Regions from separate parts of the Gossypium arboreum genome. Here region 2 is linked to region 1. A link is a contact called in public Hi-C data. All regions are on one chromosome and are shown on one strand. The core of a region is the stretch at or near the end of the contact, and the rest is flanking DNA. Distances in the headings are between cores, read along the strand shown.

Region 1 (3,357 bases), core at 347-2,846:
TTTCCTTTCCGCTTCTGCAAAGATTACGATTATATCAGTGTAAAATAATGTATCATGCAAGATCTAATTTCAAATGATCAAACACCAAAAAAATACATGCCAAAGCAAGAAGCTCCTTTTTTACCATTTTCAAAAGAGTATGAACTCAAATAGCAAAATTTTTAATTAGAAATTCTTAAGCAACACCTGTATATGATTTGAACAAAAAAAATCAGTAGATGAATCTGAATAAAATTTACTAGCTTGTTATTATACGAATTTTTGGATCAGAGCTTTGAACTTTATCATGACAATATTAGTGGGGCCAACCACAGGTAGCTCGTTATTAGCATTTTAAATTGCGTTAAGCATCTATTTTAAGATGTTCAAAACCTCACCGCAACCTCATAAGTTTTCCTCTTTCCCCTCATGGGAACCCTATAAGCCTTCAGCACTATAAAACAACTGGTAAAAGTAAACAGAATGTAAATTATAAATCACTATGCACGAACAAATGAGAAGTCAGCCCTTTATATAAGAACTTTTTGTTAATATTAAGGTACCATTTGGTTGTTGTTTTTGCTATTTGCTTGTTACTTGTTGAAGCACAAAGGACAAAGGGTTCGGACATTTCAGAATAGTTGAAATGCTGTTTTTCTTTTCAGGACAAAATGAATGTATGACTTTACTATTGTATTGAATAACTAATCTATGTTAGAATCGGTATTGCACTTCAGTCATTTCTTCAATTTTAATTAATTACAATTTATCTTTTCTGCGATATCTTATCCTAGAAAGCAAAACACAAACAAGTAAATGAAGCATAAACACACGCGGAAAGTCCTTTGGGAAAAGAACAACAGCATTGAGTAAAACTTAATGCATTCGTCATTTTGCAAAATATGCACAAAAATGCAATATCCATACAAATAGAAGTGTACTTAACAAATTCACAAGACCAAAGTGTAGATATAATCTACCGGCTTTAGAAAGGTTTTCATTTAAAATCTCTAGTTTGGACTGATAATCACGAATTTGCTTCTCCGCATTGCTCAAGGCATCTATAAAATCTGCTTTGACCTAAGAAAATAAAACAATAAAATTAAGAAATAAAGCAAGAAAGAAAAAAGCAAATTGGAATATGAATGCTAAAATCTGCTTTGACCTAAGAAAATAAAACAATGAAATTAAGAAAGAAAGCAAGAAAGAAAAAAGCAAATTGGAATATGAATGCTAACTGATGCAGGAATTAACACAAGACTACCATCTGTCGGCATTGATAAGTGCAGAGGAGGTGATCAGAGGGCTGGTGAGGCGACTCCGGCGGAGGCGCCGCCAGAGGATTGTCCTCATAGATGACGAGACGTCCCTCGGAAGCTACTTGCGGTGACGGACTCTCGTGAAGTATGGGTTCGGCTCTTTGCTTCTTGGGTGGTGGAGTCCTCAGGATCATATTGTCTCCACAAATTCAAATTTCTAGGGTTTCTCTCTCTTTTTCTCAACAATTCAAAATCAAATTTGGAAGAAAGGAAAATGGCGCATTTCTATTCTATGTTCGGGCAATGACAAAGCGCCCGTCACTTCTGGACCAAATAGTTTTGATGCATCATTTAGTCCCTAAATATATAGTTTTTTCCTATTTTGATCCTTAAAGTTTGTTTTTTACTCAGATTAGGTTTTTTGCGGATCACTGATTTGGTCCTTTTGACATTAAAAAAATTATAAGGATAAAAAGTTCTCAAGAAAATACCAAAAAATAAATTAAGCCTATTGAGTATTTTTGTGTGTCTGTCTCTCAAAGGGGGTTAATTTATTTATTTATATGATACGGTTCATAACGTCCTAAGTAGGCTCCCATGAATGCCAACACGTACCTTATTCTAAGATCCACACGTGTTCTCTAGGTGTTCGTTTGCCTGCATAGTGATGCGAACCTACCTTATAGAGCTCATGAAAGGATACGAACTCACCACGAATTCACTATGTGTGAACTCATGTAAAGATGTGAACTATGCAGATTACAAGTAGGTTCCAATCAGGTAACCGGGTACTGGGCCGATAATAGCGGACACCATAACAATTTGTCTTCCACTTAGTTTGAATAAGAGTTATAAAGTGGCTCTTCTTAGAACTTGGTTAAGTGAAGTGAGGGATTTATAAGAATGAAACTTATTATATATGCACTTCACTCAAAATTGTTGTTCAAGTTTTGTCAGATGTTAAAGGGATGTACAGTTGTACGATGCTAATTGAGCCTTCGCTCTTGGATATGTGAATCTTCATGCTTTGAATGCTTTGAATTTCTTTAAAAGGATCAGACTTTAACCCTAAATTTGAACCGTTTGGGTTTGAAATTTTTGAGAAAGAGACGTTGTTGAGAAGAACAGTCATGATTTAAGGTAAACTTCTTAAAATTTTCAAATACTCCTTCTAGTCATTCTAGATTTAGTTAGGTATTATGATTAGGGTAAGAAGAGGTGGTCTTAGTGGTCAGGGTAACCATAGTGGTTCAAAGAATGAACACTTGCAACTTCGTGAAGCTGGTGTACCTATAGAGACGACAGCTTATGCCTATACGACAAAGAACGAAGAAATGAGTTGTCATTCAACTGTTCGAGGCATTCAGGTGCCTAATTTTCCTATGACTTCTCAATTGTTGAAGGTTTGATGTGATTGAGTGATTCTAAAAAGGGTTTCTTACTTTTGCTGCATGTTGATCTGCCGTAATTTGGTATAGCAAATTAAACTAGTTTTCGCACTTTAGGAGCTTGAACATAAGTATTTTAGTTAAGTTTTAATTACATTTTCATAAGTTTAGCTAAGTTCAATAAAGTGTGTAATTTGAGTCTTTTGTTGACCTTAGAAGCCGAATGTGAGCTAATAGACTTTGTGAGCATATAGGAGATCATTAGAAGGCGTGTTAACTCGATACTGGTTACTGGGTTACAGCACAAAGCATTGGATGTTGCAACATAAGGAGTAGAATAGAAGAATTCTAAGACTGCCTTCAATGTCGCAACATACCCCTGAAGACATCCTGAATATGAGCATACTGCCCTTGATGTTGCAACACAGGAATTGGTGTCTCGCGACATCACCTCTGTACTTGAAATAATTACAAGCTAGGGACATTTTGGTCTGCACAATCAAATGTTAAGCACGAGGACAACCTGACCTAGGGTTAGGGACGACGACCACCCTAAAGTTTATAAATAGGCTCATTTAACACATGTTATACACACCTTTCATATTGTATATTTTTTTCTTTAAATCTAATATTTAGTTTTTCTCTTTTCTTAGGTTTAGATTTTATTTCAATTTTGGTTATTTACTTTTGTGGAGAGATCAGATTTGTGAAGTTCAATCAAAATCTATGAG
Region 2 (3,357 bases), core at 571-3,070, 330 kb after region 1:
GAGAGAAAAAAATATAAGATGAAATTATTTATATAGATTTAACATATTCTTACATTTGAAGCTTTGAAATAATTTTTTAAATATTCGATTTGTGGGAAATGTTTTTTTTTTTGTGAATTACAATAATAGGGCAAAGCCTGAACAACTAACGCGACTAGCGCGATTCAAACCTATGCCACACCTAAGGCAGTGAACATCTTTAATCACCAGACCATCACATTAAGTTTATTTTCATTTTATTTTTAAATACAATGTATTTACGATTAGTTCACTGCACGTCAATGTTGAGTCAAATTAGAATTTGTATCGATTAGTTCGAAATATTATAAAATTAATTTTGTTATTATAAATTTTTGCAAAAACAATAATTTGTTATTAGTTATTTTATTTAATGTTTAAAAATATGTTTAAAGGATATTCTTTAGAGCAGCTTTTGTTTTATTTTTAAATGCATTTAATGGAGTTGTTTTATTTTTACATGCAATTATTTGTTTATTTATTTGTTTGTCCATTTAGTTTTCATATCTCATTTGTAAGGAAACTTTTGTTTTGTTTTTTTATATTATCAAATGATGTATCTATATTTCAAAAAATGATGAATCTAAAATGATATATTTGTATTCAAGTATTTAATTTAGGAATACTCTTAAACAATAATAAAAAATAATTTCAACAATTAAAATTATATAAAATATTAGTAGCTTACAATTTTAAAATTAAATAAGTAATTATTATTTAATAATATTTAGAATATAATGATTAATTAGAAAAAAATTATAAAACTTCTATGTAAGCATAAAGTTAATTCTAGTAAATATAAAGCATAATGACTTATTTGACCATTTATTTAATTTTTACATATTTTAGTTATTGTGATTTTTTTTTGGGTCAAATTACGAATGAATGAAAAAGTGAACATTTAATTAATTTTTAAAATTTAAAATTAATTAAATGTTGACATGCCATCTATATTAGAATCCACGTGTATGCTATGTTAGTAAAGTTAACAAACATGAACTTTTCCATCCATTTTAGGATGATTTGACAAAAACTACAAATTTAAGGACTAAAAAAGATGATTTTTTTTGAAATAATTTGTTTAGTTTATTATTATAGGTCTAGATCAAAAAGTCTAATAAAACATTTGAAGAAAAATAAAAAAAACATAGCAACAAAAATAAAATAAAACTAAAACAACCTCTAGAAACTTCATCCAAAAAAAGCACTTCAGATTATTGGTGATACCAAATGGCCAAACCCTTCCTGACCAAAACAATCGTGGAGAATGTGACAGGAGGGGAGATTGAGGTTATCTTTGAATGGATAGATGAAATCCTCCATCCAAAGAGTAGGACCTAATATGTAGAAACTCATGGCAGTTGCATGAGTTGATTGCATGAGTTGAAGGTCCGATGCTGTTAAATCTATGGCTCTTAAATGTGCATCTTCTACCTAGAAACAATCTTCTAAGCTTTTCATCCCTTCTTTCGCCATTGCATGCGCAACGGTATTTCCTCTTCTGGTTATGAAGTTAAAACGATATGTTAAGAAGTTTCGAGATAATGCATTCATATCCCAGGTAATCGGTCTAATTTCATAATAGTAAAAGAGGCGAAAAATTAAATGAAAAACTAAAATAATTCTTTGGGTAAAAAAAATTATTATGCCTAAATATAACACATGTTATAAATACTCATAAGACGAAAAAGTTAAAAAATTACAAAGGAAAGGACCTGATTGGAGCAATATGATAATATAGGGACTTGTTTAAAATGTTTTAAAGTTTAGGACTTATTTAGAGTATCACCCATGATTTGGTATAATAAATAAAAAATCAGATGAGAGAGCCACCTAATGAAAAAGACGAGAACATTACGTGTGATCCATTGCAGAAGAGGATAAAGTATGGACAAAATTTATAGATATAATCTTGTACATCCCCCATACGTCACGGCTCTGTTCAGATCATAGGCCGAAAAGGCCTCCGTCTGTCTCAGTCCTCTACTTAAGGTACTCTTCTCTCTCTCCTTCCACATCAACTTTAACATTTTACTTCCTCTCTCTACCTTTGTTACTCAAGAAAAAGCAATGTAATAGAGATCGAGTTCATGATGAATTATTAAAAACCTTTCCTCTGTTTTTGTATATATTTCGGTTGGATTTTGAAGGAAACTTCTTTTTTTCCTTTTTTTTTGTGTGTAATTGCAGAGATGGGTTTTTCAAGGAAAGAGTACGAGTTCTTGAGCGAGATCGGATTGAGTTCTGGCAATTTGGGATGTTTTGTGAATGGCACCTGGAAAGGAAGTGGCCCTGTGGTTTCTACTCTTAATCCTGCCAATAATCAGGTTCTATTTTTTTAGAATGTTTTGTTTTTTCATGCTGGATAAGATGGGTTTATTATTAATTGTGGTGAGACTGATGGGATTGACTTTCTGAGAAAATAACATACATTCAATCTCATCGTATTTTTCCGACTTGGATCCTCCTCTATAAATCTTTAAAATAAACCAATGTTAAGACTTGCGCTTTTATGGAGTGGCAGTATTCTTGGTTTTAATTTTTAGCTTTTACTCATATGCTGTAGGTTTTCTTTTATTTTTGTTTCTGCATTTTAAAGATATTATTAATGTTTTACAAACACACTTGCTAGTTGCTGAGTACTAAACTACTTGATCCAGGCATTTAGAAACTATTAGTTTCTTCACTCCTATAATTTTAGTATTATTTAAATGTTGCTTTTGCAGAAAATTGCCGAAGTTAGTGAGGCTTCCATCCAAGACTATGAGGAAGGGATGCAAGCTTGCAGTGAAGCAGCAAAGATTTGGATGCAGGTAAGATGGACGGATACCATACTCTTAAACTTAATATTTCGGTTGGAAATTTACATTTCTCAATGCCATTTTTACTTCTCTGAACCTTTTATGCTTTATTTATTGTTTCAGGTTCCAGCCCCTAAGAGAGGTGACATAGTTCGACAAATAGGTGATGCATTGAGATCCAAACTACAGCAGCTTGGCCACCTTGTTTCTCTTGAGATGGGAAAAATTCTTCCCGAAGGAATTGGGGAAGTTCAAGTATGTAATGCAGCCTTGTCACTGTTATCACATTGGTTTCTTTGCATATAATATGTCATAAGGCAGCCCATATTGAACTACATGAGCCATTCAGCATTTGGTTGAGTTAGTTTAAATATTTTCTTCAATCTTCACATGACTCAAGAGAGAGGTACTTTTTGTTGGGAATCTGTCAATTTCTATTTTCTGCTAAAAATAAAAGAAATTCTTTTATTAATAGTCAAAGCAATGCGCCAAGAAGACCTTGCTTCTAGACTTAAGGTTTTCACTGTGTGTAGTTTGA

Evidence for each region. A called contact is a pair of places that touch in the nucleus more often than the background predicts.
Region 2: a contact with region 1 is called in a Hi-C map of leaf, with 2.7 times the contacts expected there. The contact joins the promoter of LOC108473666 here to the promoter of LOC108473556 in region 1. A contact is called at or near these places in 2 of 5 Hi-C or Micro-C datasets (both in leaf).

The regions. Positions count from the first base shown.
Region 1 is chr6:16,130,527-16,133,883 of ASM2569848v2, forward strand. It overlaps LOC108473556 (mitotic spindle checkpoint protein MAD1), which reads right to left and starts at 1,597. Exons shown (of 15, transcript XM_053029724.1): 1 at 1,244-1,597; 2 at 960-1,059; 3 at 1-14. The coding sequence starts at 1,432.
Region 2 is chr6:16,464,350-16,467,706 of ASM2569848v2, forward strand. It overlaps LOC108473666 (aldehyde dehydrogenase family 7 member B4), which reads left to right and starts at 1,821. Exons shown (of 16, transcript XM_053029596.1): 1 at 1,821-2,010; 2 at 2,209-2,345; 3 at 2,745-2,831; 4 at 2,943-3,074. The coding sequence starts at 2,211.